Regions from separate parts of the Ovis aries genome. Here region 2 is linked to region 1. Evidence: chromatin contacts called from public Hi-C data. All regions are on one chromosome and are shown on one strand. Each heading gives the region's core, a stretch centred on a gene start, on an enhancer-like site or on the middle of the called end of the contact. The rest is flanking DNA. Distances are from core to core; before and after follow the strand shown. Region 1 holds the start of SPAG7 (sperm associated antigen 7). Region 2 holds the start of ARRB2 (arrestin beta 2).

Region 1 (5,426 bases), core at 2,871-5,370:
ATCCCAGCCCCATGGGGAAGAAACTTCCAGGACGAACAGAATAATACAGATTAAATACCCACCTGAGGATTCACACTTTCACATACTAACACACACACACACACACACACACACACACACACACACACACACACCCCACATACATATCTGAGCTCGAACAGTGACAAACACTGTGCCTGAGTGACAGCTGTTAGAAGGTGGGGCTCCAGGATGGGTTCTAATAGCAGCAGCCTCGTCCCTCCCTGCCCCCTGCCCTGCCCCAGGAGCTGGGGTGCCTAGGAGGTAGATGGCAACTCTTCCCCGCTCTGCCGCAGACGCTTCTTGGCCCGGATCTCATTCATGGCCTCTTCAATGGAGCGTGTGTCCCTCTTGTTGGCCACGGGCACTAGGGGCAGACGGGAGGGTGGGAGGACCTAGGAGTCCTGGGCCTTGGCCTCCCCTCACCTTCCCCCCAACCTATCTCCTCTTCCCTGCCCCCTCCCAGCCCCCACTGTGGCCTCACCACAGCCGTAGGTCTTGTTGGCCTGTAGCATGTGAGCTGCATCCTTGGCTGCCCCCTTGCCAATAAGGTGGCTGTATTTGTCTTTGTAATCGCTGGCTGGGCTCACCACCACAGGTCCCTGCTGGGCCGCTTCCTCCTCCTGTTGCTGGGCCAGCTCCTGAGGGTGTAGAGGGGGGCTCCGGAGCTCAAGGCCTGACCTCAGCCCCTCCCAGATGGTGGTGGCAGGGTCCCAGGGACTTCCAGGCATAACTCACCTTCAGCCTCCGTTTCTCCTCAGCCTTCTGGGGGTCCCACTCCTCGCCACGCCGGTAGGAGTCCAGCTCTTCATCTGAGGGTGCAAACTCCTGGGAAAGAAGTGGGTGATGGGGTCAAGGTTCCACATACATAGTTTACCTCATTCCTCTCCCCTGGGGCGGGGTACAGGCTGAAAAGGAGAGAGCGGGGAACTCAACTCGGGCCTTTTACCTTTTTGAAGATCATGACGTAGCGACACTCATCATCTTCCCCGAAAGAGAAGGATGTCAGGCCAGCCACTTCCACCACATCGTGTCTGGGGAGGAGGAGCCAAAGGGAAAGAGGTTGTGAAGCCATGAGGGGGGCCAGTACCCTCCTCTAGGAGGTTCTCCCCTCTGAACCTTTCACCCTTTGTGCCTCCTTGACCACCCACTTCCTGTCGCCCCAGCCCAGAGACACTCACAGTATGCTCCTCTCTATCTTATTCATCGGCTGAAACTTTTTCTTGATCTGCCCACTGTCTTGGATGAAATCTGACACCTCTTTCTCCATCTTGGTAGAGGGAAAAGGGAAGAAGATATGAGATGATGGCTCCACCCCACTACCCCTCTCCCCAGCCGGGCCAACAGGCTTGCGCCTCCCACACCTTTCCCACCTCCGTGCCACTGACTTCTGGGCTTCACTTCTCTTAAGACAGTTTCCACACAAACTAAGTCCTCAACCTTCTGATTCTAACTTATTGTTAGTCCTTTCTGAAGCTGCCTTTGATCTCTCCAGTTGTTCTTACCCTTTTACGAAATTCTACTTTCTGTTGTTTCTCTTGCTCCTGTAGTTTCTTCAGGCGGGCTGCCTGCTCTGGGGGCAAGAAATGGCAGCATGAGGCCAGGCATGGAAGTATGGGTGGTGAGAGGGTGTAAGGCTTTGGGAGGGGTCTCGTGTCCACTGGGAGGTGTCAGGTAGGAAGGGAGGATTACTGTTATTTGCCAAGCATTTATTGATATTTACTCTATCCCTGATACGTTGCTAGGCCCTGAAGTACAAAGAGGATGAAGACATAGCTTTGCCCTTTAGGAGCTCACAGTTTAGTGGGAGAAACAGAGATGAGGATCATGCTCAACCCTGTTTCCCACTGGGGAAACCAACTAGCAAACATTTTTATTTATTGCTTACGACATACCAAGAACTCTAAGGTTTGGGGAGGTAATGGGAACAGACCCAGTCCTGGCCTCAAAGAGTTTATCATCTCATTGTCTACACAGGATAGAGGAAATTATTTAACTTCCTATATTTTGTAATACCCCCACTTCTTATTTCTACAGCCAAGATGAAGCTGAAATGGCCAGTCTAACATTCTTCTCCTCTGGGAGTGCAGGTGTCTGAGCTGTAAAGAGAACTCGCTACCTTTGGGTCTTACTGTCCCCTCTTCTCTCTTCTGCCATTTCAAATTGCTGACATTCTTAAGGCCTACTTCTTCCACAGGATCAGAACCCCTTCAGCTGCACTGAACCTATCCGCATTTTCCTAATCACTTCATGTCTTTGCACATGTTGTTCCTGCTGCTTGAAATGCTCTTCTTCCCCTTGCAAACTTTGAGATCCACCATGAGTCAGATGGTGAAGAATTACTTCTTCCTCTGGGGCCCAAGCACATCTGGTTCAGACATCCACTACAGCACATGCTGAGAACTAACAGACTATAACTTTTGTCTTCCCTGCCCCACTATGAGCTCCTAGAAGCCAGGGACCCTGTTCCTGTCCTATCCAGTTACTCTCCGGGGCTCCAGGGCTGGACAGCTCAGGTGCACTCCTCTCTTCAGCCTCATGGGCTCAGACCCCGTCTTGGTCACTGACTGTTCTGTCTCGAGAGTCTTCTCTCTGCAACTGAGGAGGTGACTTAAGATTATGGATAAGCACATGGGCTTGAAAGTCACACCTGGGTTTGAAAGGCCGCCACTAAGTAACTGTGTAACCACAGGCAAGTGACTAAACTCAACTTCAGCTTCCTAGTCTGTCAACGGCCGCTGGTGAACCACCTAGTCAGTCGCGGTGAGCTTGAAGTAACTCAGTTCCCAGGTCCCATTATGCGCACTCCTTCCTTATAGCTTTCAAATATCTGCCTGGAGCACTGTGTTGCCCTCTCACTAACTGAATTATCTATCCTTCAGATCTCAGCTCACTGCAGGCTAGGTTAGAAGCCCTGGGTAGTTACAATCCTGACAATTATTTTTCTTTCAGAGCATTTATAAAGTTGATTTTTAACTCCTGTGTGATCATTTCATCAATGCTCCGGACTGTCGGCTCCTTGGAGTTGTGCCCCTGGCCCTTAGTAACCATTCAGTAAATATGGATGTTAGTTTGGCATTAAGCAGCACTTGAGCACTTTGAAGGCACCCACCCCTGGCCTGGCCTCCCTCGAACGGGTGGGGAGCCGGTGTCCTCCCCCAAAGGCACTCATTCTGTCAGATTCATTCACACGCTGCGGAGAGAGCAGGAGAGGCTTGCACCGCCCAGCGGGCCGCGCCCTACACTGGCAGTCCAACTTGAACCGCCAGCAGAGAAGTTACTCGAATACAGGCTGGGAGACTATGGCCAGTAGGACCGGGTAGGGGCCTTCTCATTCCTCCAATCAACATTCACGACCCGCCCAGGGAACTCAGGAATTTCAGGGTACAGATGAGAGAAATGTTGGAGCGCTGCAGAAGGGATCGGGTTAAATCAAGTAGGCGGAGCATAAGGGCACTGAACAGCTCCAGCAGCCAATTAGAGGTGCTGAGGGTGGGGTGGGCTCGAGAAAGGTCGAACAAACTTAATCGATAGTCCTTTAAGTTGAGGAGGCCAATAGGGGAGAAAGGGTTGTGGATGGACGTATCCTGGATCCAATCGGAAGGGGAAGAGGTGCACGGACCGGCGCGCCGGCAGGGCGGGCGGGGCCGAGCGGTCGATCTTACCGCCCTCCGATCCGAAGGCGGGAAGGGGTTGGGTGGGGTTCAGGACAGCCTACCAATCAGACCACGCCACCGGCGGACAGGCGGGCTCACGGGCGAATTGAAAACAAGGACTGCGGAAGGCCAGGGCAGGAAGAGGCAGGGGGCTGGTGCTGAGCTTCAGGGAGCCAATCATCGTCCGCTAAGAACAGCGGGCGGGTCAGCAGCCCTTTTAGGGACTCGGGGGGTCTCTGAAGGGCCCGGTGAGGGGTCTTTCAAGGTTGAGAAGGCGGGGTCATCCAAAGAGGGAGGATTGCGATCCGGAGAACCGGGCGAAGAAAGCCGGCTATGAATTTGGGATCCTCACCTCGGGCCTTGCGCCGAGTCTCCTGATCACCGAGGCTGGGTGGCTTCTCCATGGAGCTCAGGATGGAGCCCAGTAGGTCCGCCATCTTGGGAGTGACTGAGAGGGGGCGGTGCGTCTTAAAGGGAAGGGCAAAATGCCTTTAAGGCCGGAAACACGTCGGAGGCGGAAAACCACGCACCCGCCCCGCCCCGGCGCGGCTCAGATCCCGGCTTGGCGCGCCCGCAGCCTTCCGCCGGCCGGGGCCCCGCCCCTCCCCGCCGCCCGCAGACAGAGGCCGGAGGCTGGCTGGTGCAGCGATGTTTAATGGCAATTCGTAGAAACCAAGCCCATGCACAAGTAGAAAGTGCTCGTGGAGCCGGCAGGAGGCTCCCGCCGCGCCAGGAACCACAAGCCCGGCCGTGCAGCCCTCCCTGCAGCGCCTTAAATAGATTCTTCACTATACTCTGTATGTTACATTATGTACAAGGCCCCTCCCCTCGGGGACGGGGCAGGACTCCGCAGCGCGTTTCTATATACACCCCCCCCGCCCTTTGGCCCCGAGATTGGTGGCCGGAGTCGGTCGGTTGACGGGGAAAGACAGGGCCAGAAAGGGAGGAAACAGACGCAAACATGCGGAGTCGGGGTGGGGGCACGGTCAGCCCTGAAACACGAGGGGCGCGCGCGTAGCGAAGGCAGAGGTGGGGCCGAGGCGGATACATTCAGAGACGCGTCGAACAAATAAATAAGGCAAGTCAGGAAGGGGCCGAGGTGGGCACAGGCAGGGAGGGAGCTGTGGAGAAGGGGCAGGCAGGGCTCCGGAGGTCACAGCTGAAGATGCAGGTATGTGGGGCATGGGTCTTCTGGAGCCGGGGACTAAGAGAAGGGGGCGCGACCCGGAGGGAAGAGAAGGAGGCAAGGGTGGGAGGGAGTTCAGCACTTCGGAGGGGTGTAGGGGTGGAGACCCAGGACGGGCTAGCACAGAAGTGACGGGAAAGCTGCCGACAGGGGGCTCCCCCTCCCCCAGAGAGCCCTCTCCCTGTTAAGACTGCAAGAAGCGGCCCCCAGGGTGATGAGAAAGGCAGTGGAGAGGTCAGGTGGCCAGCCCGGGTTGGGGAAGCCCTTCCAGCTCCTGGTTCTGCTTCAGTTCCCTCATCCTGCGGAGAGACAAGGAAGGAGTCAGAGGAGACCGGCCGATCAGGGCGGTGGGATGGGGAGGCGGCGGCGGGGCCCAGTCCTCCCCAGTGAGGGAAAGGGCAACACCTGTGTCTGCAGCGGCGCAGGAATCGCATGATCTTCCGGGCTGCCTGGTCCTGCTTCTTGGTGAGAAAGGAGCCTCTGGTGGAAGGAAGAACAGATGAGACCGCACAGGACACTCGGGAATCACCTGCCCCTCGCCCCTTAGGAACCTTGGCAGGGCAAGG
Region 2 (5,446 bases), core at 2,489-4,988, 210 kb before region 1:
GAGGTGGCAAGAATACACAGAAGAACTGTACAAAAAAGATCTTCATGACCCAGATAATCACAAAGGTGTGATCACTCACCTAGAGCCAGACATCCTGGAATGTGAAGTCAAGTAAGGCCTTAGGAAGCATCACTACGAACAAAGCTAGTGGAGGTGATGGCATTCCAGTTGAGCTATTTCAAATCCTGAAAGATGATGCTGTGAAAGTACTGCACTCAATGTGCCAGCAAATTTGGAAAACTCAGCAGTGGCCACAGGACTGAAAAACGTCAGTTTTCATTCCAATCCCAAAGAGAGGCAATGCCAAAGAATGCTCAAACTACCACACAACTGCACTTATCTTACAGGCTAGTAAAATAATGCTCAAAATTCTCCAAGCTGGGCTTCAATAGTATGTGAACCATGAACTTCCAGATGTTCAAGCTGGATTTAGAAAAGGCGGAGGAACCAGAGATCAAATTGCCAACAACCGTTGGATCATCGAAAAAGCAAGAGAGTTCCAGAAAAACATCTATTTCTGCTTTCTTGACTATGCCAAAGCCAAAGTTTATTGTGGATCTCAATAAACTGGAAAATTCTGAAAGAGATGGGAATACCAGACCACGTGACCTGCCTCTTGAGAAATCTGTATGCAGATCAGGAAGCAACAGTTAGAACTGCACATGGAACAACAGACTGGTTCCAAATAGGAAAAGGAGTACGTCAAGGCTGTATACTGTCACCCTGCTTATTTGTTTAACTTCTATGGAGAGTACATCATGAGAAACGCTGGGCTGGAGGAAGCACAAGCTGGAATCAAGATTGCCGGGAGAAATATCAATAACCTCAGATATGCAGATGACACCACCCTTATGGCAGACAGTGAAGAGGAACTAAAGAACCTCTTGATGAAAGTGAAAGAGAAGAGTGAAAAAGTTGGCTTAAAGCTCAACATTCAGAAAACGAAGATCATGGCATCCGGTCCCATCACTTCATGGCAAATAGATGGAGAAGCAGTGGAAACAGTAGCAGACTTTATTTTGGGGGGCTCCAAAATCACTGAAGATGGTGACTGAAGCCATAAAATTAAAATATGCTTACTCCTTGGGAGAAAAGTTATGACCAACTTAGACAGCATATTAAAAAACAGAGACATTACTTTGCCGACTAAGGTCCGTCTAGTCAAGGCTATGGTTTTTCCTGTGGTCATGTATGGATGTGAGAGTTGGACTATAAAGAAAGCTGAGTGCCAAAGAATTGATGCTTTTGAACTGTGGTGTTGGAGAAGACTCTTGAGAGTCCCTTGGACTGCAAGGAGATCCAATCAGTCCATCCTAAAGGAAATCAGTCCTGAATATTCACTAGAAGGACTGATGTTGAAGCTGAGACTCCAATACTTTGGCCACCTGATGTGAAGAGCTGATTCATTTGAAAAGACCCTGATGCTGGGAAAGATTGAAGGCAGGAGGAGAAAGGGATGACAGAGTATGAGATAGTTGGATGGCATCACTGACTCAATGGACATAAGTTTGAGTAAACTCTGGGAGGTGGTGATGGACAGGGAGGCCTGGTGAGCTACAGTCCACCACATCGCAGAGTCGGACATGACTGAGCGACTGAACTGAACTGAAAGTTGTCTTTACATTAGTATTTTTTTAATACAGTAGCTGTAATGCCATGCCAGTCACAGCCTTTCAGTTCCAAAATCACCTTAGATATGTAGCAATATAGATCTCATTATCTTCTGGTCATGACCCTTTGACATAAATGATTCATGAGTCCAAAAGAAATGTACCAGCTAAAGCTTGAAAAGGGTGAAGGGTGAGCTTAGAAGGGTAGGAGAACTGGAGGTGGGAGGTGGCAGCTGATAAGGCCTGCTGCTGCTGCTGCTAAGTCGCATCAGTCGTGTCAGACTCTGTGCAACCCCATAGACGGAAGCCCACCAGGCTCCTCTGTCCCTGGGATTCTCCAGGCAAGAACACTGGAGTGGGGTGCCATTGCCTTCTCCGGGTAAGGCCTGCATTTGACCTTAAAGATGATCTCAGAGACTTGTGTACATTACTTTTTGTTGCACAGAAAAGTGGAGAAGAATGAAGTCAGTTCATTTGGGGAAGATGAGGGAATATGGGAAAACAGATGGAAGGAGGAGAATACCTTAGCTTCTTAAGTCCAAAATGTCCATCATTCATCATCCTCCCCCAGTCTGCTCAATTTTGCCCTAGAAATGACTCTTCAGCCTGGTTCCCCTTCTCCCTTCCATTCTATTGTTCATCTTCTCTCCTTGATTAGTTTCAGTCTATGACAGTGTGCCCCACTCCCTTCACCCTCCACACTGCCCAGAATTGTCTTCCTAAAGGAGAAGTCTCATCATGCCACTCCACTCCTTGCCTTAAAGAGCAGATCCACTACTGGATCCACGTGTCCTCCTCCAGGGGAGGCTCCTGGCTCATTTCTTTAGCTGCTGAGCTGCTCCTGCTCAGTCATGTCCGAGTCTTTTACGATCTCATGGACTGTAGCCTGCCAGGCTCCTCTGTCCATGGGATTTTCCAGGCAAGAATACCAGAGTGGGTTGTCATTTCCTACTCCAGGGGATCTTCCCGACACAGGGATCGAACCCACATCTCCTACATTGGTAAGTGGATTCTTTACCACTCCATCACCTGGGAAGCCTCATTCCTTTACCTGCTATACAAAATCCTTCACACCCTGTTCCAGTCATCCTCTTCAGCCTTCTCTCTCCTGCCCTCTACTCCCACAAACACCTCATTATAGGATGTGCCTTGCTTTTCTCTGTCTTTGGAATACCCTTTCTTAACTTCTGCCCACACTTCAGAAAGATTATCCTCAAACGTGCCCTCCTCTGGACAGCCTGCTCTGCCTCCATCCCTCCCCAGCCAAGCTCTGGGAGTCACTTTGTCTTCTGAGTCATACCTCTATTATAGCATTCCTGGAATCATAATATCTCTTCATATGTCTCCTCAACCATACGAGGAAGGCAGGGGTGATGTTAATTCATGTCTGAGTTCCCACTGCCTAGTATAGTGATTAGCACAAAATAGACATGGATAGATGTATGGACGGATGTATGCATGAATGGATGTTAACTTCGATGAATGGATGGAGAAGAGTAGTAAGAGAATTTAGAAGTAACCCTGCGAAGATCAAAGAGAGACACCAGAGGGAGCTGACACACCACAATAAAGAAGTGGGAGGGAGGGCCAAAGACGGCTACAGGCTCCGGGGTGAGCGGCGCGCAATAGGCGAGCATCTCGCAACTGGAACCGCTCACCACCTGTGCATCCCCTTATCCTCCTTCCTAGACTGTGTTCGAGCTCACCCACTGCCCCCACCACCCCCGTAGCCTCCAACGCCACTGAGAAAGCAAACAAAGGGGAGGAAACCCCTGCAGGGTGCTTGATGCAGGGAGCCAATCAGAATGCTTTAATCTCCTGGAAGGCGGGCGCCTCCTTTTGAGGGGGCCCAGTTAGTTCCTAAACGGGTGCGGAGGGGCGGAGAGATGGGCGGGAGTAGCAGGGTGTAGAGACCGCGCGCGGGGAGGGATCCCTCCGCAGGGGTCGGGGTGGAGGGCGGAGGGGGCGGGCGGAGCCAATCACCGCGCGTGCCTGTAAGGAGAGGGAGGGCAGTGCCGTGGCGCGCGCAATCCGGCTGACGCATCTGGACTCCGTTCTCCAGATCCAAGTTGGGAGGGGGGAAGGAGAGGCGGGGGTAGTGGAGAGAGCGCGGGGGCGCGCGTGCGCAGTGGCGCGGGGAGGAGCAGGGACCTGGCAGCGGGCTAGGAGGCTGTGAGCTATCCGCGAACCGGGCGGGCGGCGGGCGCGCGCACCATGGGGGAGAAACCCGGGACCAGGTAAGAGAGGTGGGGCCATTCGGCGGGACGTGGACGGCGGCACCGGGCGGGTGCCGGGACGGTCCTCAGACAGGAACACCAGGGAGAAAATTCGGGGGCCGGACGCCTGGGTCCCTAGGGGACAGCCATTCGGGGCCGCACGCCTAGGTCCTCGAGGATAATGAGGGGAAGGCATGCCACAGTCCCTGCAGAAAGCGAGGGCTGAAGATCAAGAAACCTGCATCGGGCTTCTCGCAGAGATGTAGGGGGCCGGACGACTGGGTTCTCCGGTGCAGCCTGCGTTGCAGGGGCGGAGGAAGGAGCAGGTGGCCGGCCCGGAGGGGACGGGTGTGGGCAGACTAGATGCCAGGGGCGGGATCCCCCGAAGACTCGTGCCCAGCCACTTGAAAGCCTCCTATCCAGTACCCCACAGGCAGTCAGACTGCCCCCACCGGCCCCAAGGGCCGGGTGGCTCTGCTTCCAAACTTCTGCTTTCCCCCGGGTTGCTAGGAGCAACAGCTTCATTTTGGGGGAGCAAAGAGTGCTTGACGACCCTCCCCAATTCTGGGCCTTATCCCTCTTCCCGTGAGTGAGGGGAGGCTGTATCTGCCCAGGGCACGCCATCCACTCCCCGGATGTTTTCTGTGCAATCGAGGCTCCTTCCTTCCACTGACACCCCGAGTTCTCTTTTTTGGTCTCTAGCAAAATCCACTTCCTGTTGTGACCCAACACCTCCGGGGGTGAATGCCTGAGTCTCTGGGGAGCAGGAGCAAAAGAGGGAAAAGATTAGGGCTATTTGCTTCTCTCCAGAGAGGATCAGGAATGGGGGCCTGGTTCTGAGCTGTCACTTGTTCTGCAAAACATTTTACCAGCCCCACAGCTCCCCACCCATAGAATAGGAAATCACAGGTTCCCGAACACCCAGTCGATTGATACTGGAGAGGTGATCAGAAGGAGGACTGGTGTCCTGGATTAGGGGTTAAACACAGCAAAAGGGGAAGTCGCTGACTTGAGGGAGGCCCCAGATTTCCGTTATGTGGTTCAGGGAGGGGGACGGATGGACCACACAGGGACTGCTGACTTGGCACAATTCCTCCCACCTCCATCAAATTCTGGGCCACAGGAAATGGAGAGAATAGCAGGAAGTGTGAAGGGGCATCTGCTTCTGCTGCCCCCTCACCCACTCGGCACCTCTCAGGTCACCCCAAAACTCCGCCTTCTTGGCCAGCCTCACTATACACATGCTTGCTCCTCCCTAGCAGGCAGGAGGCTGGCTGGGTTAGGATCCAAAGGGCAGGTGCCCTGCAGCTGCTTCAGGGCAATTACTCCAGAACCACACTCCAGTTGTCCAACAGACTGTGGCTGTCCCAACCCTCTGCCAAGGACTCCTAATAGGAAGAAACACTGGGACAGAGAGGAAAACCAGAAGCAAAGGGGAGGGAGAGCTGAAGGCTGCCACAGCAGTCAGCCCCCAGGTGGGGACAAGAGATAGGGTGCTTATCCTAGTTCCCACCATACCAGTGTCTGCCCTCCTTTCCTCGATGGGGGTACCTGGGGGCCTCTGTACCCTATGCCTTGTGGTCTTTGGATAGCTTGGCCTTCTGGGAAGAAGGGGCATGT

The links. A called contact is a pair of places that touch in the nucleus more often than the background predicts.
Region 2: a Hi-C map of liver shows a contact between it and region 1, with 1.9 times the contacts expected there. The contact joins the promoter of ARRB2 here to the promoter of SPAG7 in region 1. A contact is called at or near these places in 2 of 16 Hi-C or Micro-C datasets (liver and mixed tissues).

Annotation. Positions count from the first base shown.
Region 1 is chr11:26,311,091-26,316,516 of ARS-UI_Ramb_v3.0, reverse strand. It overlaps SPAG7 (sperm associated antigen 7), which reads right to left and starts at 4,120. Exons shown (of 7, transcript XM_004012603.5): 1 at 4,027-4,120; 2 at 1,524-1,591; 3 at 1,200-1,288; 4 at 968-1,052; 5 at 757-846; 6 at 503-659; 7 at 1-385. The coding sequence starts at 4,111. The coding sequence ends at 276. It overlaps CAMTA2 (calmodulin binding transcription activator 2), which reads right to left. Exons shown (of 21, transcript XM_060395349.1): 20 at 5,266-5,340; 21 at 4,313-5,159. The coding sequence ends at 5,096.
Region 2 is chr11:26,522,563-26,528,008 of ARS-UI_Ramb_v3.0, reverse strand. It overlaps ARRB2 (arrestin beta 2), which reads left to right and starts at 3,738. Exons shown (of 15, transcript XM_027975067.3): 1 at 3,738-3,847. The coding sequence starts at 3,825. The region is part of intron 2 of PELP1 (proline, glutamate and leucine rich protein 1); the gene reads right to left.